Linked DNA regions of Anas platyrhynchos: regions 1 and 3 are each linked to region 2. A link is a contact called in public Hi-C data. All regions are on one chromosome and are shown on one strand. The core of a region is the stretch at or near the end of the contact, and the rest is flanking DNA. Distances in the headings are between cores, read along the strand shown.

Evidence for each region. Hi-C and Micro-C count contacts between places; a contact is called where the count stands out from the background.
Region 1: a Hi-C map of subcutaneous adipose tissue shows a contact between it and region 2, with 2.4 times the contacts expected there. The contact joins the promoter of PTTG1 here to the promoter of TTC1 in region 2. A contact is called at or near these places in 2 of 8 Hi-C or Micro-C datasets (liver and subcutaneous adipose tissue).
Region 3: a contact with region 2 is called in a Hi-C map of subcutaneous adipose tissue, with 1.7 times the contacts expected there. The contact joins the promoter of FABP6 here to the promoter of TTC1 in region 2. A contact is called at or near these places in 2 of 8 Hi-C or Micro-C datasets (liver and subcutaneous adipose tissue).

Annotation. Positions count from the first base shown.
Region 1 is chr14:19,671,097-19,675,015 of IASCAAS_PekinDuck_T2T, reverse strand. It overlaps PTTG1 (PTTG1 regulator of sister chromatid separation, securin), which reads left to right and starts at 1,590. Exons shown (of 6, transcript XM_005009297.6): 1 at 1,590-1,725; 2 at 2,298-2,400; 3 at 2,684-2,862; 4 at 3,290-3,383. The coding sequence starts at 2,319. SLU7 (SLU7 homolog, splicing factor) reads right to left here and starts at 1,361. Exons shown (of 15, transcript XM_005009353.6): 1 at 1,050-1,361; 2 at 255-408. The coding sequence starts at 1,213.
Region 2 is chr14:19,866,784-19,870,912 of IASCAAS_PekinDuck_T2T, reverse strand. TTC1 (tetratricopeptide repeat domain 1) reads left to right here and starts at 2,509. Exons shown (of 8, transcript XM_027465314.3): 1 at 2,509-2,743; 2 at 3,130-3,480. The coding sequence starts at 3,139.
Region 3 is chr14:19,738,672-19,742,938 of IASCAAS_PekinDuck_T2T, reverse strand. FABP6 (fatty acid binding protein 6) reads left to right here and starts at 2,687. Exons shown (of 5, transcript XM_013093975.5): 1 at 2,687-2,705. It overlaps LOC119718353 (a long non-coding RNA gene), which reads right to left. Exons shown (of 3, transcript XR_005269363.2): 2 at 2,799-2,903.

The sequences.
Region 1 (3,919 bases), core at 341-2,840, 190 kb after region 2:
CAAAATTGTGGCAACATTCGTGTATGTGTTTCCATCAACTAATTCATTTTTTTCAATACCACTAAAGCACATATGCTCTAGCCAAACCCCAAATGCTTATTTTGGTTATCACCAAACACAGGGACATACCTGCTGAATACAAATTCCCAGCTCTTGCCTCCCCCCAAAAACACAGACCCAGAAATTGCAGGATGTCAATAACTCTTATTTCCTCAAAGAAAACCTTTATTTTAGGACAAAAACATCTTGCACACCTCTTGAACTCCTCGTTTGTACCAATCTCCAGAAGAGCTGTACTGTTTCTGCTTCTCTGGCTGGGGTCTCTGGTGCTTTAGTGTGGGCCTTTTAGAAGGATCTATGTACCATGGCACTGAGGAAATGTACTGAGGAATATGAGGATTGATATCTCTGTAAAAGATATCACGAAATAAATACGTGGGACAGGAAAAGAAAAAAACAAACTCGTGATTTAGCTTAACAAATAACTTTTACATTAAGTTCAATGCTTTAAAAGTGATAATAATCACTGAAGCTATAATGCATTCCAAAGAAGTAAGGTCATCTTAAGTATGTAAACAGACTTTTTCGAGATTTTGTTACCATTAATTCACCTAAACTCCTGACTCCAAATTAAATACTTCCTTCTACAGTTACTGAGCACAAGAATATTAATGCTTCTCTTTCCAGAGGCCATAGGATGGTGAGCAGGAGCCTTGTAGATGCAACAGAGAAAAGGAATAAACAAACTGTAAAGTCTCCCAGTACTCTGTGTGCACCCCTTGTAAAACACTCCTTGTCGGTGTTCGCATCTCCCCAACAGATCAGGTAAACAGTGATTTATTGGGCTAACACCCCAACAGCTCAGATGAACACTTTGTTCTGGAAGCAGAATCGCCTGTTTTCCGAGACAGACCGGAACGTTCAAAGCAAATTCATGAAACTGCGCAGTTTCCTTCCGCAGCGCGTCCTGCGCCCCTCCGAACCCCGCAGTGCCACGGGCAGCAGGCCTGCTGACCTGTGCCTGTAGCCAGCACGCTAACGAGACTTACTTCCCTTCTTCGTCCACTTCAGCAGGCGCGTTTCCCAGCTTTCTCTGTTCCTCCAGCTCCTTCTTCTTCCTCCAGTCTTCCCTCGTCATCTTCTTGGGCTCCTCCAGGCCCACCTCGCCCGGGCCCCCCGCGGCAGCGCCGCCGGCGGCCGCCCCAGCCGCCATTTTGTCTGCCTCCAACCGAGACCCCCGCACGGAGCCGGCCCGACGCCGCTGTGCAGCACGCCTCGCGCAGCTTTACTTTGTTGTTTTTCTACCCTTCCCCTCCTTCAGCGGCGGCGCGCGTCCCTCCGCAAGGCCGCGGTGACGGAGCGGTGACGGAGCGGTGACGGAGCGGTGACGGAGCCACGCCGTGACCCCGCCTCCCCCGGCCCTCCCTGCCGCCCGTCTCCCGGCTACCCCGCGGCACCGCGCCGCCACCCCACCATGCACCGCGGCCCCTCCTCGAGCCCCGCCCCTTGAAGGCCCCGCCCCCCGCGGCGGCCTCACGCCGGTACCGCAGCAACGCCGCGGCGTCGGGAGCGGGGCCGCCCCTGCCCGGTTCTGGCCCGCCCACTGGCGCTGCTGAGCCAATCGAGTGCCTGAGCGTTGGTCAAAGCAGCCAATGGGAGAGGCGGGGTCGATTTAAGAGCTGGCAGCGGGAGGGCGGTGCCTTAGGGCTCGTGCCGTTGCTGGAGGTGAGGCGGGACCGTGGCGGGACCGTGGCGGGACCGTGGCGGAGAGGTAGCGCCGGGTGCTCCCCCACGGACAGGGTCACCTTCTACCAGCTCGGGTTGGTCAGGGCCCCATCCAGCCTGGCTTTGAGCACTTCCAGGGATGGGCCACCAGCAGCTTCTCTGGGCAGCCCGTGCCAGGGCCTCGCTGCCCTCATGGTGTTGCTTTCCTTTGTGGAGTAAGCAGCAATAAACACCGTAGAAAAGTCATGCAGTGGCCCAGAGATACAGGGCCTTGCTGTGTAAGATTCCTAGGGAAACCTTGCAACTTTCTTAAATCCCTGTGCCCTCCTAGGGTGCTGTGAGCTTGCCATGTGCATGGATACCTTCAGATATAAGCATGTAGTCAAGCTATTATGACTTGAAGCATGTTGTTCTCCACTCAGAAACCTTAGTATTGTCTATGACAAAAGCCAGATGACTTTCACATCTTCCACTTCTCAGAACCAGCTCTGCCTGTAGTGCTGTTTAAAAACTGTGCTGTGCTGAAATAAATGATAAGAACTGATTTCTTCTTTTTCTCTGTATCTTTCTAGAGTGGTCTCACCAGCCTGAAGATGACTACTCTCATCTTCTTAGATAAGGAGAATGGTGAAGTTGGTGCTGCTAAGAATCAATTAAGACACCCTTCAGGATCATGTGCGTATATGCCCTGCTAAAGTAGTGGGGAACAGAGTAAGGTGCATGAATTGTGTTTCATTATTCACTGATTTGAACAGAGAGCAAAATTGCTGAATTAGGTACAAAAATAAAACTAAGCTTATCAGTTGTTATGAAAGTGAAAATCACTTCTCTGTCACAGAGAGGGCTTATGCTTCTGAATTATAAGTAGAGAATGACAACTTGCTTTCTAATGTGCACCTAATGAAGCAGGCTTTAGGGTTGACATGGTGCTAAAGCTTGTTCTCTTCTTCCACTCCAGCAAAAGTCTTATCTGAAAGAACTCAAGTCACTACACCGCTTCCTAAAAAAGCAATTAAAGCATCTCCAGCCACATCACACTCTGTCAGAAAGGCTCTTGGAGACGTGAATAGGACTGTAGGAGTCACAAACAAGAAAGAGCAGATGAGACAGGAAAATCAGCCTTGCACTGCAAAGAAAGTAAGTACAACTGCCTTTCCACCAAGGGTGGATGGGAGGGAAGGAAAGGGTGTAGGGCTTACCTACATAGATACAAGGCATGCAATAACTTTGTGAATATATAAAAGTAAAGAAGTGGCTCTAGAGAAAATATTGGCTGAGTTACTGTCTTGTTCATGTTCTGGTTAGCAGGACTTTAATATAATGAGCCTAAATGCTGTACAGCAGGGATTTGTTGCCAGTGCATAAAGTACAGTTAGAAAAGCTAAGCAGCATAAGGGCAAATGCTTCAGCTACCTTGCATTGAAGGTGTTAAAATTTAGATGTAACTGAGGACTGTATTCTTCAAGTGTTCTTGTCTTCTCTGTGCTGGGCAGCTTTATGGACAAAAAGGATACTGCATTTAAAAAAAACAGATTAGCTCAAGTAATATCTTTCTCTTGTTAAGGTTGCTGAAAAGGCTGCTGGATTAGAGAGCCAGGATGTGATACTTGAAGAACCCTTCCTTGAAATAGAAAACATGTTTTGCTATGATCCTGGAGGTAAGAGTTCTTTGTAATTATTAGAACAAAGAATCAGGCTTTAAGTGCTGACACCGTTGTAAGACTGGCCAAGTTGCAGTGGTAAACAACCTGATGTGCTTCTCCAGAGTCCATTCTTAAGCATAAGGGCATTCACCATTTTTTGAAGCACCACCTCATTTGTGTTTGAATGTTTTAACTGCAATACTTGTGCTCCAAACATGTAGTCTCCGTGTCTGTTATAGTGGCAGGAAGCTAGTTCCAAATAACCAAGTTATAGTTCTTATTTCATTAAATGGCATCTAGCAGGCAACCATATAAATAAAGGGCTACTTGAATGTGGACTTCTCCTAAGAGTGTGCCAAGACAGTATTCTGTAACAAGAGAAATCCCTACTCTGTGGGATGAAATAGTTGAAACTTCTAAAACCATTCTTCATCTCTGTGATGAGGAGAGTTGTCTCAGTTCTTCACAATGTGCCTTCAAACAGTCCAGGTTATGTTGAAGTAAATGTGCAAAAGCTATTGTACTGAAGACTATAATTTTAGTGTTGGTTT
Region 2 (4,129 bases), core at 1,260-3,759:
TACTAGAAGAGAATTTATTTCTTTGTTTTCCAAGCATAAATCAACCTATGAACACAGCACTTCTCTAAAGTTTCAAGTGCAATGAAGAGAAAGTGAGACATACAGTTGTCAGCGCTCAGGAACCTTAAGGACAAAAGTCACACGCACTGACTATGTTGGTACATCATGAGGAGTTGGAGTCTTTCAGCTCATTTGCCAGCTGGAGGACTGGCCCCCTGCAGAATGCAGAGAGCCCCTCATGTTCTTCTGGTGGCTTCATCCCCTGGACACCAGTGAACTCTCTGGGCTTCCACTCCACAGTGGCATTGAGGGACAGTTCTAGACAAGTGGTATTTGAAGATTTTCACTGAGCTGCATGTGCTCATGGCTAACATCAACAATCATAAACTGTAGTCCCTTCTGCTAAAAAGGATGCCTAGGGACACCCCCATCTTTAATGGACTAGGACCCTTGGAAAGCTTGCCCTTCTTGCTAGATTTAGAGCAAAGATTCATGAGAAAATGAATTCATGAGAAACCCTTGATGCCCAGTATTATTCTCAACAGTACAGTTCTTTTGGGGGATGGAACCCTGTGTCTTCTTTCCCCTCGCTACAAGAAGGACATCGAGGTGCTTGAGCGGGTCCAGAGAAGGGCGACGAAGCTGGTGAGGGGTCTGGAGAACAAGTCCTACGAGGAACGGCTGAGGGAGCTGGGCTTGTTCAGCCTGGAGAAGAGGAGGCTCAGGGGCGACCTTATTGCTCTCTATAGGTACATTAAAGGAGGCTGTAGCGAGGTGGGGGTTGGTCTGTTCTCCCACATGCCTGGTGACAGGACGAGGGGGAATGAGCTAAAGTTGCTCCAGGGGAGTTTTAGGTTAGATGTTAGGAAGAACTTCTTTACCGAAAGGGTTGTTAGGCACTGGAACAGGCTGCCCAGGGAAGTGGTGGAGTCACCATCCCTGGAAGTCTTTAAAAGACGTTTAGATGTAAAGCTTAGGGATATGGTTTAGTGGGGACTGTTAGTGTTAGGTCAGAGGTTGGACTCGATGATCTTGAGGTCTCTTCCAACCTAGAAATTCTGTGATTCTGTGATTCTTCCCAAACCCCTGTGCTCTTTGCACAGCCAGGGGAGTTTTAAATAGCATTTTATCCAATTTAAAACTGCAGAGCTTGATTTTGTACCACAACTGTAATTTCTTTCTCCCTTTTCAAATGAAACGATATTTAACAGGATAGCATAAAGGTTCAGAAATATTTTTTTACATAAACCAGAATAAATTACAGTGCTAGCAGAACAGCAAAAAGACACATTTTTGTGGGCTAAATCACTACAGCTGGGATGTTGCAGAATGCTGAATCTACTTTTTTATCCAGAGAGAGGAGAAAAAAAATCAGCCATAGACTTTTTGTTTGCTTTCACTGTAACTAGCCAACTTACTGCTTCTTGCCAATTTACTGCAAAGTGCTTCAATACAATTTAATGCCCACATCCATTACTGATACCAACACATTCGGTTACTAGAAATGTTCATCTAGAAGCCCAAATCAAACCAATGAAGACCAAAGATGAATCTAGTATCTAGATCTTCAATTTTTACTTTAACTTTGAAATGCTGAACAACCCTCAGGCCCTTCAGACTTGAATCAGTGTGGTGACATTTAGAATTCTGGAAGACAGGACAGGTCTCAAAATATTCTTAAGGACCTGTCTCCTCCCCAGGATGCTCATGTGTGCTAGATACGCTTCAGTCCACCAGTGGAGATCTGGAGATTTAATATTTTCTTGGTCTTTTTAACAACTATGTGTGAAAACATAAAGAGCTGGCTCAGCTTTAATAGTCTCAGCATATTTTGCCATGATATAAAGGCAAAGAAGAAAGGGAATCCCCTTCCTCATAAAAGACCAATTACCTTTTATTTTTTTAAGAACCCATATTCACTGAGGCTTCTCCTCAATCACATCCTGCTGATCAGGACAAATTCTACCCAATATGAATCTGGAACATATCTCTATATGTTGCAGAGATCTTTTAGTTGTTGAAAAGCTTGCTGAAAAACTGCTTAGAGCAATGAAAGCCTCATTATACATGCCGACTGCCTCATGGCTTGGCACAGCGATTTTCAATAAAAAGGCGCTGCCTCACATACTTTTCCCTAAGTCAAAACTTGTAGAAAAGTCAGTTTTGTTTCTAAGTTTGAGGTGCAACACTTGTGTGGTACGGAATGACTGGATGCAAAGCAAAGTGACAGAGGGCTTTATTCCAGTGCTTAGTTACACAGAATTTGTTTTCCACATGCTACTGGAATAAAAGATAAATAAACCTCAAGTGCATCACGCAGCCAACCAGTTCCGGGTGCCCTGCAGGCGGTACAGCCGTGACATGCCACACAGCTGTCCTGAGGGCCCGAGCCCTCTTGCTGCCCACCCACCGGGCCCTCCCTATTTCCCTCCAGCCCTCCCCCAGGCCTTATTTGTGGCCTCACCACGGCCGGGGCCCTGACGGAGCTCTGACTCAGGCTCTACACGGCGTTACCCAGGGCTCTCGGGGCTGTAACGCCCCCTCTCACCCCCCAGCCTAAGGGCTCCCTCCCCTCCCCTGCCCTCCGCTCCCGCCGGCGGGCCCGCGGGCCGAGAACTACAAATCCCAGCAAACCTCAGAAGCCGAGACCCCGTCAGCCCGTAGCGACTACAAGCCCCAGTAAGCCCCGCGCGCACCGCCCCCTTTCTACTGGCTGGCCCAGAGGCAGGAAGCGCCCCGCGAGGTGAGGCGGGTGCGGAGGAAGCCGGAAGAGAAGGCGCAGGTCGGGGCCTGGGGGCGGCCGGGCCCGGTGCAGGCCGTGCCGGGGTGGCCGTGGGGGTGGCCGGGCCCCCGGGCTGCAGGTGGGCGCGGTGGGGTCCTGCTGCCGGACGGCCGGGGCCTGGGCTTGGGGCTTAACGGGGGTGTGGCGGCAGAGCGGTGCCCCCCTCAGCTGTGTGGCGGCTGGGAGGGATGTCTGCTGGTGTCCTCCCCTAGAGGGGCTATGGGTTCCGTCGGGTGATGTCATCTGTTAATAGCTCGGTTCTTTAGGTGCGTTTATAAGCATTCTAGATACTTGTTTGCTGTATTGGGTGATTTCTTTCTCGTTTCTAAAAATCTAACCTTTCCAAGGACTCTGACATGGAACAGTTTAAAGATGGAAGCCCGCCTGAAGAATTACTTGGTCACTTAAAGCTTTCTGATCAGAAGGCATCGCAGAGCACCAGCTCGTTGGCTTCTGGCCCTAAAGATATCCACAATCCCCAAAATATGGGAAGTGGCTATGCAGCATCTTCAACCAAAGATCCCACGATAGCAGATGAGTGTTTCCATGACTGTCATGACTCCTTTGAAGTGAAAGAACCTGTACTGGATGATGAAGGGAATATACAGAGTGACGAGAATAGTACAAGGAAGCAGACAGAACTAGATGAAGAATACTTACTGGAACTAGAAAAAGATATGCCAGAGGAAGAAAAACAGGTAATTCAAAGTACCCACATTGAATATAAGAAGATACCTTTTCAGTGTCACTTCTCTGAATGGTCTGTGACCAGCATGAAAATGGACCTTTAAAACTCTTGTATGTGACTAATGTTAGTGTTCCCAGTTTCTTTTTGGTACCTATTATTTTGTTAGTTTTGCTTACTGCTGCTAATCATCACATTCTGTCGCAGGTTTTTATCTACTTTCACCAGTGTGTAAGGTTGCTGTGACTTAAGACAGTTTATAAGAAACAAAATTTTCCCTGTTTCACATTGTTGAGTTGTGCATTATTTGTTTTCCCCAGATTATCTGCAGAATGCTTTCCAAAAACTCAGGGAGGGAGGGGTTTCAGATACTTTTGATATCTGAAAGGCTAGTTGGTGTATTAGTGTTTTGGGATTAATGTTGAAATTTATCCCTATAGATTATTGAGGCTTTAAACAAAATGCTTTAACTGTTTTTGTTTGTTTTCAATGTTGGGCAAAATGCTTGGGTAGCAGGCTGTGTGAGCTTGTGAGGAATAATGAAATAGGCTTGAGGGTTTGTTCAGCAGCCTCTAAAAGTGTCTATGCCACAGTAAGTCTGTGTGAACCAGTTGGTGTGACCCTTAGTCAGTGGTGTTACTTGATAGCCATTAGCTTTCAAG
Region 3 (4,267 bases), core at 1,438-3,937, 130 kb after region 2:
AGGCCCTTGCTCTGGTTGCTGTGTTACTGCATAAACACTTGTGCCACCACAAGGCAAGAGGTGACTCTTGAACAATTTAAACAGTGCCTTCATATCCTCAGGCTGCTCTCAATCACTGCATGGTTTGCAGACATCTCTAGACCAATGAAAGGGCTAAATGTTGTTCATTGTGCTGGTGCCCTTGGTCTTCTCATCCTCTTGTACCTCCTGCTGTACTAGCAGGGTATGACCACGTCCTGAGACAGTTCAGGGAACAAAATCAGCTGAAAACTGGTAAAACCACCTGAAAACTAATCAGTTATTTTTTTCTTACTTTTTTTTGGGGGGGTGAGTTTAGTTTTCTGTCTTTTTAGTTGTCCAAAACCAGACCTCAGCAGTCCTATTGAGATAACAGTCAGAGATCAGGAACACCAGTCAGGGGCAGCAGAACCAACCACTTCTTACAGAAGCTATGCCAGCTTGAACCAGTTAATTATCTTGCTCACTGGAGGTCCAAACAGACTGAAGGTTTTCCTGATAACAGTGCTTTGGCAGGAAATAATGCAAGTTTCCTTTATGCAAGTCCCCAAAATACTAGTTTTCTGAAGGAGTTGAGTCTTCCTCAAATAGTAGTAGGATCTTTTTTTTTTTTTTTTTTTTGTGTGTGTGTGTGAGGCAAATTCAACCTTTCAGAATGTCACTTGTGGGCAAGAGCAGCATCGGTACTGAGTCACCTATAGAAATCTTGTAGAGCTGGCCAGGGCATTTCTGTTAAATGTTTGGAGTCTGTACAAGCATTAGCTTTTCAATAATTCAGCCACATCTTGTTGGTAATTACTTTTCTACTGCTTATGAGTTTAGAATAATAACACCTAGTACTACGCTAAATGGATACTATTAACTACCCATTAATTAAGGCAAAATTATAATACAAGTCCCATGGAATTACACATTACGTTAATACGAAATGAGTTCATTCTGAATTTATTATGAATGATTACTCTGAGTACCAAAGGAATTAATAATCATCAGCCATTTCTGTGGAGAGTTGTTGAATAATTGCCAGCTACAGCTGTATTAGGAATTTACAAGCTTTCCTGATCAGCATTAATTCTGAAAGGATCATTTCTTTTCAGGGGAGAGCTTCTACTTTTATTCTGAATCCTTGTTCCTTGTTCAACTGCATTCCAGTTTTAAAAGCACTTCAAAGATAGTCACTCAACCTTGTTCATTCACTAATGGAATTACTTTCCTTATCTCCACTTTGTCTTTAAATTATCTCAGTTGGCTTTATACTACACGTCTGAAAGGTTAATAAACTTTAAAGCATGTTGGGAGACATTCAAGGGCAGGGTGACTCCAACATGACAAAAAGAATGCAAAGGCGTTATATTTATGACTGTGGCAAGTAAATTCTGAAAGTAGAGGTATCCTCGGCCTTTGATTTGGTTCCTGAAAGTTCCTTCTGTTCCTACCAGCATTTGAAGACTCAGCTGTTTTGCATATCAGAAGTAGCTGATTTGGGAGGCAGAGGGAATTAACTACTCTCTTTAGATGAATTTTTCCTTTGGGTATAAGCTTTAATGAGGGTTTTACTTCCCTGAAAACTTACTCATGCTATGTGTCTGCAACAGCCACACAGTTTCAACTCACATGATCCTAATAAATTTAAATGCACTGTTGAGCCTTTCTGCATAACTTCTCATTGTACCTAGTGGCTTGATTCCTTCCCATAGTGCTGTCAATGTGTACTTAGATAGGAGGCTTGCTATGTGCTGGTGTTAGAGAGGTGCCTTAGAGAACCATCAGTTAGATAAGCTTTACTGTGAGTGTTTTGTTGTGCTTTTTGTGTTTTGTTTGTTTGTTTTTATTCTATGAGACAAACTCATTATAAAAAGCCTGTGTGCCTTAAGTCTCACAGAACAAGGTTATACCACTTCCCTTGCAGTCTGTCTGCTGACAGTGGGGCTCCAAATTAGTATGCAAACCCTTGTGTTTTTCTGTGACAGCTGAATCCACTCAGAGGGGTTCATAAATGCTAGTCTGCTACAAATAACATTTGCATATAAAGTTAGATTCATTAAATTGTTTGTGTTGAAGTTGTAGCTTTGCTGTAGGTGAAGCTGAAGAACTCAGGCTGAATTCAGGGAAGCAAGCATTTGGCCTGTGTTCTATAATGTTTAATTAAATCTATATGAAGCAGCCCTGCGTATTATTGATTGCCCAGATAGCAATAAAATGTACTTAAGCAAAAGCTAATAATATATGGTATTTCAGTGTTGCCATAATCCAGTGTTTAGGAAATCATTATCATTTAGAAATATGTCCCAAAATGAAACATGAAGATAATTGCTTTTATAAATACTGATACACTTAACTGAGCTGATTGTCTGATACTGTACTGATACTCTTACTGAACTGATTGTCTGGCTCAGGCAGGAGATTTTGCATTTCAAACAGTCAGAGACCAAGGAGATTGGAGACTGATCTTGGAGCTTCAGCTGTGGCACTGGGCTAGTTAGAAACCCTGGTATGCTTTAACTGAAGTCAGGGGGATTTATGGGGGAGGTAGGGACTTGCTGTAGGACACGCTGATTGGCGTACAGGCCTTGGCCACCAGATATTTGGCCACCAGAGGGCACAGTCCCCTATAGAATAATGGTATTTTCTTTGACCTACATAAAGGGCAGCTGCATCTTCCTCCTGAAAATGATTGATAGTGCCAGGTACCCTGAAGTTAATAACCTTTCTGAAAACTGTTTTTAATTTTTACACCTGGAGCTTTTTATTCTTTTGTCTTTCTCCATTACAGCTCTTACCTCATGCCTTCTTCTTACACCCCTGTATGTGTAGAGGGAACTGCTTCTCATTTTTTCCACTGGTCTCAGTTATAGCTGTTAATTCAGTTGAATTTCAACTCAGTTCTGTTAAGTAGAAACATGACATAAACAAGGATGTTTGCAGCGGTGTGCAGCTACCCACATTGCTGTAGATGGAATGGATTACATATGTAATGATGTATACATGTATGCATACATGTATATATACATGTATACATTTTGGAAAAAAAAAGTGGATAATTTTGGTTTAATTTATTGTGGTTAGTGTTGTTGTTGTTGTTTGTTTGTTTAACTAAGTAATTCTGCACCGTTTAGCTAAGTGCCCAGCCGACCAAGGCTGAAGCACTGCTGTAGAGGAATGCAAAAGCAACTTTACAGGCTTACAGCTCTGAAGAGGCAGGAAATTCATGAGTATTGTAAATACAAAGTGTAAGGTCATTAAATGAATGAAGTTTTTAGCTGAAACTGAGAGGAACTTGGATGACTAACATTAACAATTGTGCAAGTAACCATCACCTCAGTAAAGTCAGAAGGCCTCCATACCTTTACTCTTGGAATAAATATTGTCCTGACTCAATATTTGAAAGACTACTCAATGAAATTCTTCATTCTCCAATGCAGTCTTGAATTTCATTACATTTTATAACAAAAAGGCAGGAACTAAAGTAGAGATTTATTTCAGAATGAGTGAGCAGAAAATGGATGCAAATACAAAATGCACATTAGAAATTCCTCTGCACAGATGGGTACAGATGGTATGTTTGCTCCCAACTTGTTCTAAACTGATTTGGATCCCAAGCAGCCAGGCAGAGTAAGCACGGTTATTGACACTGTGCAGTCTTACCTTTATTTTTTATGTGGATGTTTTTAATACATTCTGCAACTCTCATGTACAGCATAGCATTACAACTCCTTGGAGGTGAATAAACTCCTCCTTAGTGTAGCAAGAATGACCCACCCAGCCAAGTAACTATTCACCTGTAATTTCCTGTACTACATGCCAGCACTATGCCCACCACATTCCCACTGCAGACAAGCTCTAAGTGTTGTATAGCTGTGTATATGTCAGCATTTTTATATCACATCACAAGATAATTATCAATATAATTTGATCTTTATAAAGAAAGGGAACATAAAAGCCCAAGTACTGTTCATATAATCTGATTATCTTTTTCCTGTTTCAGAGAGCTGTGCCGTTTTCTTTATCCAGTTTGATCTATCTTCCAAGGCCTGTGTGGTGTTACTGTGCTGATGGCATTGTCCCCTATTAAGTTCTGTGTAAACAGACGAGTTTATGGCTCAAGTTCATTTACCTTCTTTACGGCGTTATGCATGTCTCTCTGAAATGTTGAGAGCCTAGTGCAAGACAGAGGCCTTCAAAACTGAGCTAACCTGAGGATGGTCTCACTGGTTGCCCACTCCCCAAAAGCACAGCGGTGGCAGGACCC